Linked DNA regions of Ovis canadensis: region 1 is linked to region 2. Evidence: chromatin contacts called from public Hi-C data. All regions are on one chromosome and are shown on one strand. Each heading gives the region's core, a stretch centred on a gene start, on an enhancer-like site or on the middle of the called end of the contact. The rest is flanking DNA. Distances are from core to core; before and after follow the strand shown. Region 1 has its middle 12 kb from the start of IER5L. Region 2 overlaps C3H9orf50 (chromosome 3 C9orf50 homolog).

Region 1 (6,204 bases), core at 3,685-6,184, 390 kb before region 2:
GGAAGCTTGGTGGGGGCAAGAACCAGGTCGATTGTGGTCACCACTGAATCTCCAATGCCCGGAACAGTGACTGCCCCAAAGTAGGTTGTCGTTCAGTCACTAAGTCGTATCTGATTCTTTGCCACTCCATGGACTGCAGCATGCCAGGCTTCCCTGTCCTTCACTATCTCCCGGAGTTTGCTCAACCTCATGTCCATTGAGTTGGTGATGCTATCCAATCATCTCATTCTCTGTTACCCCCTTCTCCTCCAGTCCTCAATCCTTCCCAGAATCAGGGTCCTACCAGAGTAGGTACTTGCCCAGTAATTCTTTGCTGAGTGAAAAGTGTGAAAGTGTTAGTCACTTAGTTGTGTCTGACTCTTTGTGACCCCATGGACTGTAGCCCACCAGATTCCTCTGTCCACGGACTTCTCCAGGAATGAATACTGGAGTGGGTTGGCATTCCTTTCTCCAGGGGATCTTCCCAACCCAGGGATCCACCTGGATCTCCTGCTTCTTCTGCACTGCAGGCAGATTCTTTACTGCCTGAGCCACCAGAGTGAAAGAATGAATGAAGCTTCTTGAAGTTGTTCTAGGAAAAGCTGGAAAGCATGGGGTGGATGGGGTCCCAGGTGTCAAGTTGACCCTCCCAGGGCCCAAAGCAGGAGCCCTGGGGCCCATGGAGGGTCAGGCTGGCAGGACAACTTCCCAGGGTCCCTAGCTCTGAAGTTCTATGGTTCTGTGATTCATTCAGAGAGTCACAAGGCAGCATCCTGGATGGAGGCAGGGCAGACCATGTGAACTTGGCTTTGGGTAGGTAGGCTGTTTGTGGGAGATCCCCAGGGGTGGAGGGGCAGAGCAGCAAGGAAAGAGATGGAACAGGAGAAGCCCTGCTTTGGATAACAGACAGATGCCACCTGACATACGAGGGAAAGGTCAAAGTGTCCATCCCGGCGGTCAGGGCTCTGCTGGAAACAGGCCTCCTAGCTGGCCTTTTCTCTGCATCGGAGGCCTCCCCCGTGGGTCTCCTCTGCTTCGCTGACGGGAGCCAGCACTTATTCATACCATCTTCCCAGTGCCTGGCTGACCCAGAGAAGTGGATCCATTCAGCCAACAGAAGTTTACTGAGCACCTACTATGTGTGGTACACTGTTCTCCCCAGGAGCTGGGGACAGAGAAGGGGAGGATGACTTCCTGCCCTAGTGAGGAAGAGGGATGAATGGACACATAAACCTACCATAAAACATCCGGCAGTGGGACTGCCCTGGTGGTCCAGTGCCTAAGACTCTGAGCTCCCAGTGCAGGGGGCCTGGGTTTGATCCCTGGTCAGGGAACTAGATCCCATGTGCCAAAACTAAGACCCGGCACAACCAAATTAAAAAAGAAAAAACGGAAAAAAAAAAAAAACCCACATCAGGCAGTGATACAGGTTATGGAAAAATCAGGGAGAATGCAACAGTGGGGTATTACCTTAGAGAGGTAGTCAGGGTCACGTGGGAGTGAGAGTGGGCCATGGAGAGAGCCGTGAGAACATGCTCGCAGAGCACCTGCTAAGCCCCTGAGGTGGGAACAGCCTTGGCAGGTCGGAGGGCAAGGTAGAGGCGGGAGGGCAGTGAGTGACGGGAGGCAAGGGCATGAGTGGAAAGGCAGCCAGGCTGGGCAGCACGGAGCCAGCTGGGCCATAGAAGGACTCTGTGCTTTGATCTGAGTGGGCCAGCAGGAGAATGTGCTGGATTCCTCCAGCTGGCTTTCGCAAGCTGGTTGTGAACATCTCGTCCCCACTCTGTGACGTTCAGTGACATCACACTGGCAGCTTGGAATCGCTGAGGTGGGAGTATTTACACCACCGGGATGGGCAGTTTCTACAGATGAACCCTGCCCTCCACCTTCCAACTGGTTTTAAACATTTATACTACTGGGAAGTTTTGAGTTGGGGAGGGATATGGTCTGTTTTAAATATCATCAAATATCAGAGAATGGAGAGAAGGAAAGTGGACAATAGGAGGCTGAGAGCGAAATAGGAAGTCTAGGACTTCCCTGGTGGGCCCGAGGCTAAGACTCTGTGCTCCCAGTGCAGGGGGCTCAGGTTTGCCCCCTGGTCAGGGAACTAACTACCACATGACAGAACTAAAGATCCTGCAGGCTGCGACTAAGACCCATTGCAACCAAATGAACAAATATTTAAAAACAACAACACCAGCAACCACAAAACTAGGAAGTCTAGTTAGCAGGTTAGTGCAGCGATCCAGGGGAGCGATGCTGTGGCTGGACTAGCAGAGCAAAATCAATGGTGGTGAAGAGAGGGTGGGCTGTGAGTCTCCTCTGAAGGGAAGCTGCCAGAATTTGCTGATGGACTGGATCTGGGTTTCTGAGAAAAGGAGTTCAGATATTCTGATGTTTTGGGTCTGTGCAGCTTACTGAATGATGGTGCCATTGATGGAATGGGAAAGACCCACGGAGTAGGTGTTGGGGGTGGTTCTCAGGGGTTTGGGTTCTGAGATGCCCGGTGCCCCAAGAAGAGAAGTCACACAGGGCTGGGACCTCTGGGTTGCATTCGGGATAAAGGTCCCAGCTGGAGATGGAGTTTTCAGCAGGTCGATGGGACTGAATGAGTTTCGCTGGGAGAATGTGACAGGAAAGAGAAGGGGGCCAAGGTCTGAGTCCAGAGCCTCCCCTCATTTCAAGGAAGAGGAGAAAGTGAAAGTGTTAGTCGCTCAGTCGTGTCCGACTCTTTGCTACCCCATGGACTGTAGCCCGCCAGGCTCCTGTCCATGGGGATTCTCCAGGCAAGAATGCTGGAGTGGGTTGCCATTTGGGCTCCACAAAGGAGACTGGGCAGTTACGAGCCAGGAGAGTAGAACTAAATTGCACTCTGCCCAGCTGATATTTTGGGGGTTTTGTTTTTCACGCTAAGCAAGACAGGTGAGAGGACGGATATCAGGGATTGGTAGCTGTGCAGCCATCATTCCTCTGGGAATAGAATCCCTCTTCCCTATGGAGAACCTATGGAAAGGGGCTGAAGTGGGCTGACCAATCCCCTTAATCTTAGAGATGGACACATGCCCAGACCTGGCCAATCAGAGGGCTCCTGGCTCCCCATCAGCTGTGATTGGTTCAGGGATGAGCACCTGACCCAGACTGCGCCAATGAGTGGCATCCCTGGTACTTCCTGTTGGAGCCATGGGAAGATGCCCCTTCTGCCAAAGTTGCTAAGCTGGGGAAAAGTTATCCTGGGGCTGCTAATGGAAGGGCCAGTGGTGTAATTGTGGGCCCAGTGCAAAATACATATGCAGGATCCCCTGCTCAAAAAGCAAGAAAAAGTACCACTAGCAGTAGCTAGAACACTTTTCCTTCCTTCCACAGGCTCTCAACTTGTTGTGGTGGCTTTTTTTTTTTTCTATCTGCTATGTCATTCTCGGGGAAGGCACTGGCACCCCACTCCAGTACTCTTGCCTGAGAATCCCATGGACGGAGGAGCCTGGTGGGCTGCAGTCCATGGGGTCGCTCAGAGTCAGACACGACTGAGCGACTTCACTTTCACTTTTCACTTTCATGCACTGGAGAAGGAAATGGCAACCCACTCCAGTGTTCTTGCCTGGAGAATCCCAGGGACGGCAGAGCCTGGTGGGCTGCTGTCTATGGGGTCGCACAGAGTTGGACATGACTGAAGTGACTTAGCAGCAGCAGCATGTCATTCTAAGTAAGGAAAGAATAAAAATGTTAAGTGATTAGCATGAATTTTTACCATTCATCTTCATACTGTGCAATACCAGTTTAAAATGCAAATATTAGAGCAGTTAATTCGTGTAACACAAGTTACACAATTTGTATTTTGTGGCTAGTCCTTGATGGTACCTTGACATGGCCGGAAAAGACAGATACAAACCAGATTCAAGAAGGTTATGGGAGGAGAGAGGGCTTCCTTGGTGGCTCAGATGGTAAAGAATCCGCCTGCAATGCAGGAGACCCAAGTTTGATCCCTGGGTTGGGAAGATCCCCTGGAGAAGGGAATGGCTACCCACTCCAGTATTCTTGCCTGGAGAATCCCGTGGACAGAGGAGCCTGATGGGCTACAGTCCCCGGGGTTGCAGAGTTGGACACGACTGAGCAACTAACACACACGCACACACATAGGAGGAGAGGATCCCCCAGGCCAGGGGAGTGGCTGAGGGGATATTGCAGAACCTCGCAGACATCCCTCCACCAGGCCATGCGTGACGTGTGTGTTTCCTGCCTCTCTTGGGCCTGACAGTTACTGAATTACTCCTTCCACCAACCAGCAGGCTGATGTGCTGAGTTCTGATCAGAGCTTGGATCTAGGCACCACCCCCACAACATGACTCATCTCAACCTCCAGCAGAGGGATGACCTCCCCCCCACCCCCCCACTACACACACACTTCAGTCCCTGGATAGAGGGTAGGTAAGAGGCTCGCCTCCTCCTAGTCACAGTCTCTGGTTGGTTTCTAGATGGGTCTTGGTGCTTCCAACCCAGGGTAGCAAGCACTGTCACCATGCCCTGTGGCGCTGCTGGGCATGTAGCCTGACCCCAACCTCCCTGTCTGTTCCCAGGGTGAAGGGGAGCAGTGGTCACATGAGAGGGGATGCCAGGCAGGGCCAGGGGCCAGAGATAGGGGAGTCAGGGGCAGAGAACCTCTTCCAGGGAGGCAAGGAGGTACCAGGAGGCAGGATGGCAAGGGAGTTGAAATTTCAAGCCCTCAGCTCATGGTTCATTGTCTCATCACATTTCACTTGCAAAACGCAGATTCAAAGTCAAAATGATTATGGCTTTCAGGACGGCATAAATGTTAAGCCCCATCAGGACAGCAGGGCGTGACACCCCAGGCCTGGAGTCTTTTGAACGTGGGACCCTGGTGGTGACTGTACTGGTCATGTGCTGGTGGAGCTGGCCCTGGCTGGTGGCACTCTTGCTCACGCCCCAGAGAAAACCCAAGAAAAGGCCAAAAAGAGACAGGAAATGCCAAGAGACTGTGAGTGAGCCCTGGTGACATCATGTGAGCCTCTGGGTCCAGCTGTGCCTGGAGCTAAAACAAGATGGACTTTCCAGTTCCTGAGCCAGTGACTTTTTTTTCGCTTCAGTTAGCTTCGATTGAGTTTCTGAGGCCTGCATAAGGGGGGACCTGCAGAGGAGAGGATCCAGGCCTGAGAATCTGGTTACCTGGACTTCTTGCTTGGCTTAAAGCGTTTGGAACTGTCCATCCATCCAGATGGTTAGATGGCATCACTGACTCAGTGGACATGAGTCTGAGCAAACTCCCGGAGACAGTGAAGGATAGGGAAGCCTAGCGTGCTGCAGTCCATGGGTCGCAAAAGAGTCAGACAGGACTGATCAGCACAATCCCCAAAATGCCTGTGAGTCACGCAGAGATCTGACTGCCCCCTCCCCGAATGGACATGTTCTGTTCTCGGCCGGGTCCTTTATCTGAGTTAGACGGCCCATTCTTTGTCCCAACAAAGGGAAGCTTTATTCCTCAGGGTTCCAACCTTCCTCAGGCTGGTTGACGTGGGTGTCAAAGGAGACCCTCACGTTCCCCCCTGGGGTGAGGGATGTATGTGTGTGTGTGTGTGTGTGTGTGTGTGTGGCCTGGAGGGTGTCTGGGAGCCAGGGAAGGAAAGTGAGAAAGGCTCTAGGGAGTGTTTAAGAAACATCAGGAAATGATTGGGTTGGCGGGGGCAGAGTGGGGGAGGAGTTAGAGACCCAAGGGTTGGGGGTGGGGAAGGGGTTGACTGGGGGAGGGTGAGCAGATCATCCCTCACCCACTATTTCTCCTTTAACCCGCTCCCTGAACCCATCCCTTTGTTCATTCCATCACCAAGCCTACATCCTGAATGAAGTCGTTAAACCTGCACCGAGTGACTGTTGACTGTCAGGTGTAGCCAGGCCTCGAAGGTATCCAGACACCTCACTGGAGGTTAACCTCTTTGAAGACACACGTGCCAATTTGTGGAAAGACCCAGAAAAATCCACCAGAGTTTAACTCGCCTTCTGCAGTCCCAGCAGTGAAAAGATCTTGACTGAGTCTCTCTGGATAAAGGTGCATCTTGTTACTTCTTAGGTAATCAGTTTTGTTCAACAGGAGTCAGTAGAAAAAGTGTCCTGCGTTTTGCAGAGGGCGTGTATTGTCTGAGCGGAGCTGACCAGTGATGATATCGCAACTCTGGTTTATTGGGCGCTGGCTGTATGGCAGGCGCGGGGCTGTAGAAG
Region 2 (6,308 bases), core at 667-3,166:
CAGGACCCTTTGCTCCAGCCCTGTCACTAGCCAGTCTCCATAGCCTCCCCAAACGCCACCTTCCAATACATTTCTCCCGCCCTGGCCTTGCCGGGGTTCTCCCTGCCTCCCAGGGACCCCAGTGCTGGAGGACAGACCCCAGGGCAGGAAGGGGCTCCAGACCACCCTGCTTGCCCCCGGGGAGAGGAAGGCCCAGGATCCCATGTTGGCCTCTCTTCCTGCTGAATTTGAATCCTGACTCCAACACTTAAAAACAAAGTGACCTTGAGAAATCGATGAGCCTCTCTGGGTTTTGGTTTCCCAACAAGGAATGGTTGTGAGAGAAGGTCCAGGGTGGGGAGGTTGGTGGGGGGGGGGGTTGGGTTGGTGGTGGTGATGGTGAGGTGGAGGGGGTGGAGGGAGGGTGGCAGTGGGGGGAAGGGGCTCTGGTCTGGGACACATGTGGACCTGGCTCCAGTTCCAGCGGTAGGCACGGCCTGGACAAGACCCCGTAACTTCCCTGGGCCTCAGTTTCCTTATTTGCTAAGAAGATGCCCTCCAGGGGGTGAAGAGGCCCAGTGACGGGGGACCCCAGGAGAAAGGAGGGGTGCTTTTCCTGCTTCTCCCATCACCTCCTTCTGCGCTGGGTTGGGAGCGTTCCTCCCTCCCCACCAGCCTTCAAGCTAGCCGCAGCTCCGTGCGCCAGGCCTGGTTTGGCACAGGTCTACCCACAGCCCAGGCAGGCGGTCCAGGGTAGGGGGTGGAATGAGGTGGGTGCTACTATGGCTCAGATTGAGGAGGGCAGACAGGAACCGGAAGAGACCAGTGTGTGGGGTGGAGGGTGGCCCACCTGCCTTGCCCCACCCTCTGGAGATTCAGGGGATCTGCGGTTGTGGGAGCAAGAGGTGGAGGGGCGGCCAGCTCCAGCCACAGCTGCTTCCGGGGGGCCTTCCAGCCGTGCAGCTCCCTGGAGCCCAGGAGGGACTGGCCACGTGCCAGCCCTGAGTGGAAATGTACCAGCCAGAAGGACCCCGCTGGGGGCCCTGGGGAGGGGTCGCTCCCCTCCCTGAAGCAAGTCCCTCCCTCCCTCCCCCTTCTTAGTCACCCCACGTCCAAGCTCTGTGTGCAGAGGGGCAGGGGCCTGCTGGAAAGGTCTACAGAGGACTGCGGTGGGGGCTGCATCTGCGGCCTCCCAGGCAACAAGTGCACCCAGAAGGTGGGGGTGCGGTCGCTGGCAGATCCCCAACCGTGGGAGGGTATGTGGGTGTTCCGTTATGTGGGGTTTCTAACTGTGTGGTGTGGGTCTTGGGATGTGGTGCCTGTGTGTGTGATGTGTCTGTGCGTGTGCGATGCGTGTGTTTATGTGCATGTGTGTGTGTGTGTGTGTGTGCGCGCGCGCGCGCGCAGGCGCCTGTCCGCGGCTGTCCCCGTGTGTCCCTGCGTTTCTGCTGGCAGTGGCAGGAGGGGAGGCTCGGGGCCGCTCAAGGTCCTCTTGACACAGAATCCGTGTCTGTGGAGGAGGGAGACAGGAGAGAGGACGAGAACGCGGAGAGGGAAGGAAGAAATGGAAGGCTGGAGGGGGGCCCCGGGGGAGGAGGACGATGCGAGCGGAAGGGATGCGAGGCGGGGCGTGGCGGGGTGGGGGCGAGGAGCGGAGGGGTCCCCGACAAGCCGGGCTGCGGGACCCCGCGTGGCCGCCCGCCGGGTCCCCGCCGCCAGCTCTAGGGGTCCCCGACACCCCGACTCCTGCCCCCGTGCTCTGCACGCGGGACTCCATCTCCAGTGCTCGCGGCTGACCCCGTTGTTGCAAGCTTAAGCAGATTTTTTCTTTAACGACAAAAAACGAGAAAGAGTCGTTGGGGGAGGGGGTTGGGAGAGTCCCCCGGGGTCCCGGTCCGCGGTCCGGCGCGGAGAGCTTGCGCAGGGGGCAGGACGCCAGGCGCCAGCGCCGCGCGAGGGGAAAAGTTTCCGACCCTTGAGCAAGAGGCTGAGAAGTTTCGGCCGCGCCGGGCGGCGCCAAAGCCAGGCCAACACTGCCCCCGCGTGGGCGCGGCGCGGCGCTGCAGCCGGTGGCCTCCTTGGCGGGTTGCCGGGGGGGGGGGGGGGGGGGGGGGCGCGGTCCGCGGCGACTCTGCGGGGGGTACATACTGAGGCTCGGAGCCGGTGAGCTTGGCCTGCTCAAAGGCCAAGAGGAGGAGGTGTAGTAGAAGCAAGCCTCCTTTTGGAGTCGCAGGCTCTCCAGGAAACAGAACCACTGCTAGTGGAGTGGGAGGGCGTGCAAGTCAGGGAGTGGGGATGGGAGAGATTAAGTCATCCCAGGGATTGCAATCCCCCTGTGGTCCCATCCCCCACAGGGTTTGTAGATCCGTGACTTGAGAGTCCCTTAGTCTGCAAGGAGATCCAGCCAGTCCAGTCTAAAGGAAATCAGTCCTGGGTGTTCACTGGAAGGACTGATGCTGAAGCTGAAACTCCAATACTTTGGCCACCTGATGCGAAGAACTGATTCATTGGCAAAGACCCTGATGCTGGGAAACATTGAAGGCAGGAGGAGAAGGGGATGACAGAGGATGAGATGGTTGGATGGCATCACCGACTCAATGGACATGAGTCTAAGTAAACTCCGGGAGTTGGTGGTGGACAAGGAGGCCTGGTGTGCTGCAGTCCTTGGGGTCGCAAAGAGTCAGACAGGACTGAGAGACTGAACTGAACTGAACTGACCCCTTTGTGGAGGCAAAGCCTGTTCCAAACAGCACCCTCAACTTCTATTACCATATGTAAAATAGATAGCCAAGCGGGAATTTGCTGTCTGGCTCAGGAAACTCTAACAGGGGCTCTCTGTCAACCTAGAGGGGTGGGATGGGGAAGGAGGTGGGAGGGAGGTTCAAAAGGGAGGGGATACATGTATACTTATGGCTGATTCATGTTGACGTTTGACAGAAAACAGCAAAATTCTACAAAGCAATTATCCTTCAATTAATAAAAAAAGAAAGAAAACAGCGCCCTCCTCCATCCACAACCCATCCTGGTCCCACGAACCCCGCGGCCCGTCCAGCCCACATTCCATCCCTTCCTCCTCAGCAGTGCAGCCACTGGGTGTGGGTTCCGAGGCTGTTTCCTCGGTGGCCAGGAGGTGGCGAAAGAGACCTCGACGCTGGCCTTGGCGAGGGATTGGAGCCACAGCGCGGCTTCAGGAAGGAGAGGGGGTTGAACTCTGCCCAGTGGCGGGCATGCAGGTGCGTGGCAGGGCCAAACCTGGCACACAGGCAGAAAGAGGTGGCGCTGATGGGTCAGTGCAGCGTCAGGAGGACTCCAGGCGGTTCCTGCCACCTTGTCCTTCACCACCTCCTGATGTGAGTCCAAACACTCCACTCCCAGTACCACCCCCAGCCCCAACCAGGAGAGAAACATCTGGCCCCTGCCCACCCAGATGCTTGCCCTCCAGGGACCAGACAGTGAAAACCTGGCCTGGGGAAGGCTCCCTTCCGCCACAGTCTGGACGCCCTGCCCCTACCAGGGAGTCCCACAAGCAGCCTCTCCGTTCAGTCTCCAACTCTCCAAGCCCACGGACTGCAGCACACCAGGCTTCCCTGATCATCACCAACTCTCCGAGCTTGCTCAAACTCATATCCATCAAGTCGTTGATGGACCATTTCATCCAACCATCTCATCCTCTGTTGTTCCCTTCTCCTGCCTTCAATCTTTCCCAGCATCACGGTCTTTTCCAATGAGTCAGTTCTTTGCCTTAGGTGGCCAAAAGTATTGGAGCTTCAGCATCAGTCCTTCCAATGAATATTCAAGACTGATTTCCTTTAGGATTGACTGGTTTGATCTCCTTGCAGTCCAAGGGACTCTCAAGAGTCTTCCCACAGTTTACAAGTATCAATTCTTTGGCACTCAGCTTTCTTTATGATCCAACTGACTACTGGAAAAACCACAGCTTTGACTATACAGAACTTTGTCAGTAAAGTAATGTCTCTGCTTTTTAATATGTGTCTAGGTTTGTCATAGCTTTTCTTCCAAGGAGCAAGCGTCTTTTAACTTCATGGCTGCAGTCACCATCTGCAGTGATTTTGAAGCCCAGGAAAATAAAATCTCTCACTGTTTCCATTATTTTCCCATCTATTTGTCATGAAATGATGGGACTGGATGCCATGATCTTAGTTTTTTTGAATGTTGAGTTTTAAAGCAGTTTTTTCACTCTCCTCCTTCACTTTCATCAAGAGGCTCTTTAGTTCCTCTTCACTTTCTGCCGGCAATGCTTAGCAACCCCCTATCCCAAAGCTGGAGAAGGAAATGGCAACCCACTCTAGTATTCTTGCCTGGAAAATTCCATGGACTGAGGAGCCTGATGGGCTACAGTCCATGGGGTCGCAAAGAGTCAGACAAAACTGAGCGACTTCAATTCACTTCACTTTCTGCCATAAGGGTAGTGTCATCTGCATATCTGAGGTTATTGATATTTCTCCCGGCAATCTTTGATTCCAGCTTGTGCTTCATCCAGCCCAGCATTTCACATGATGTACTCTGCATATAAGTTACATAAGCAGAGTGACAATATATAGCATTCACATACTCCCTTCCCAGTTTTGAACAGTTTAAACTATTGCTTCTTGATCTGCATACAGATGTCCTAGGTGGCAGGTAAAGAGGTCTGCTATTCCCATCTCTTTAAGAATTTTCCACAGCTTGTTGTGATTCACACAGTCAAAGGCTTTAGTGTAGTTGATGAAGCAGATGTTTTTCTGGAATTCTCTTGCTTTTTTCTATGATCCAACGGATGTTGGCAATTTGATTACTGGTTCCTCTGCCTTTTCTAAATCCAACTTGAACATCTAAAAGTTCTTGGTTAATGTACTTTTGAAGCCTGGCTTGGAGAATTTTGAGCATTACTTTATTAGCGTGTGAGATGAGTGCAATTGTGCGGTAGTTTGAGCATTCTTTTGCATTGCCTTTCTTTGGGATTGAAATGAAAACTGACCTTTTCCAGTCCTGTGGCCACTGCTGAGTTTTCCAAGTTTGCTGGCATATTGAGTGCAGCACTTTCACAGCATCATCCTTTAGGATTTGAAATAGCTCAGTTCAAATTCCATCGCCTCCACTAGCCTTGTTCATAATTATGCTTCCTAAGGCCCGTTTGACTTAGCATTCCAGGATGTCTGGCTCTAGGTGAGTGATCACACCATTGTGGTCATCTGGGTCATTAAGATCTTTTTTGTATAGTTCTTCTTGTATTCTTGCCACCTCTTCTTAATATCTTCTGCTTCAGTTACGTCCATATCATTTCTGTCCTTTATTGTGCCCATCTTTGCATGAAATGTTCCCTTGGTATCTCTCATTTTCTTAAAGAGATCTCTAGTCTTTCCCATTCTATTGTTTTCCTCTATTTCTTTGCATTGATCGTTTAGGAAGACTTTCTTATCTCTCCTTGCTATTCTTTAGAACTCTGCATTCAGATGCTTATATCTTTCCATTTCTCCTTTGTCTTTCGCTTCTCTTCTTTTCTCAGCTATTTGTAAGGTCTCCTCAGACAACCATTTTGCCTTTTTGCATTTCTTTTTCTTGGGCATGGTTTTGATCACAGTCTCCTGTACAGTGTTACAAACTGCCATCCACAGTTTTTCAGATCATCTGTCTATCCGATCTAATCCTTTGAATCTATTTCTCACTTCCACTGCATAATTGTAAGGGATTTGACTTACGTCATACCTGAATGGTCTAGTGGTTTTCCTTACTTTCTTCAATTTAGGTCTGAATTTTGCAATAAGGAGTTCATGATCTGAGCCACAGTCAGCTTCTGGTCTTGTTTTTGCTGACTATATAGAGCTTCTGTATCTTCGACTGCAAAGAATAGAATCAGTCTGATTTCGGTATTGACCATCTGGTGATGTTCATGTGTAGAGTCGTCTCTTGTGTTGTTGAAGAGGGTCCTCTTCCAACAACAAGCAGCCTTTGGTTCCAGTCAAAGATGGAGGCTGAGGGGGGGTGGTGGTTCAGAGCAGGTGCCTGTTTCAGGTGTGGGCTGATCTAGGTTGACAGAGGCTTGGTCCCAGGTTTGAGGTATAAGGCAGGGTCTCCCACCTCCCAGAATGGTTCACTTGGAACAAGCCTGACCCCTGAAGATGCCTCGCTTCCTCATCTTCTGTGACCCTACCCCTTCCGTACCCCTGGTCCAGGACCCCTGAAGACTAGCAACCAGGCACCTGGAGAGGTTTGCAGGGTGAGACCCGGCAGCAGATACCAGCCACCTGGGATGTGCTTTTATTTGTGGGTCAGGGAAGGCCTCTCTTCACCCCTCACCCATGTCCACGGCTGGGCTTGAACACCAGTGA

The links. A called contact is a pair of places that touch in the nucleus more often than the background predicts.
Region 1: a contact with region 2 is called in a Hi-C map of lung, with 3 times the contacts expected there. The contact joins two enhancer-like sites. A contact is called at or near these places in 2 of 2 Hi-C or Micro-C datasets (fibroblasts and lung).

Annotation. Positions count from the first base shown.
Region 1 is chr3:7,322,166-7,328,369 of ARS-UI_OviCan_v2, reverse strand. No RefSeq gene overlaps it. Among named protein-coding and RNA genes, the nearest start is that of IER5L, 12 kb to the right of the region's middle. Within about 2 kb of position 4,934, the one cell type or tissue checked has open chromatin away from gene starts, as enhancers often do. A contact at or near this core is called in fibroblasts, where this site is marked.
Region 2 is chr3:6,924,634-6,930,941 of ARS-UI_OviCan_v2, reverse strand. It overlaps C3H9orf50 (chromosome 3 C9orf50 homolog), which reads right to left. Exons shown (of 7, transcript XM_069580041.1): 7 at 6,189-6,308. Among named protein-coding and RNA genes, the nearest start is that of C3H9orf50, 13 kb to the right of the region's middle. Within about 2 kb of position 1,916, the one cell type or tissue checked has open chromatin away from gene starts, as enhancers often do. A contact at or near this core is called in fibroblasts, where this site is marked.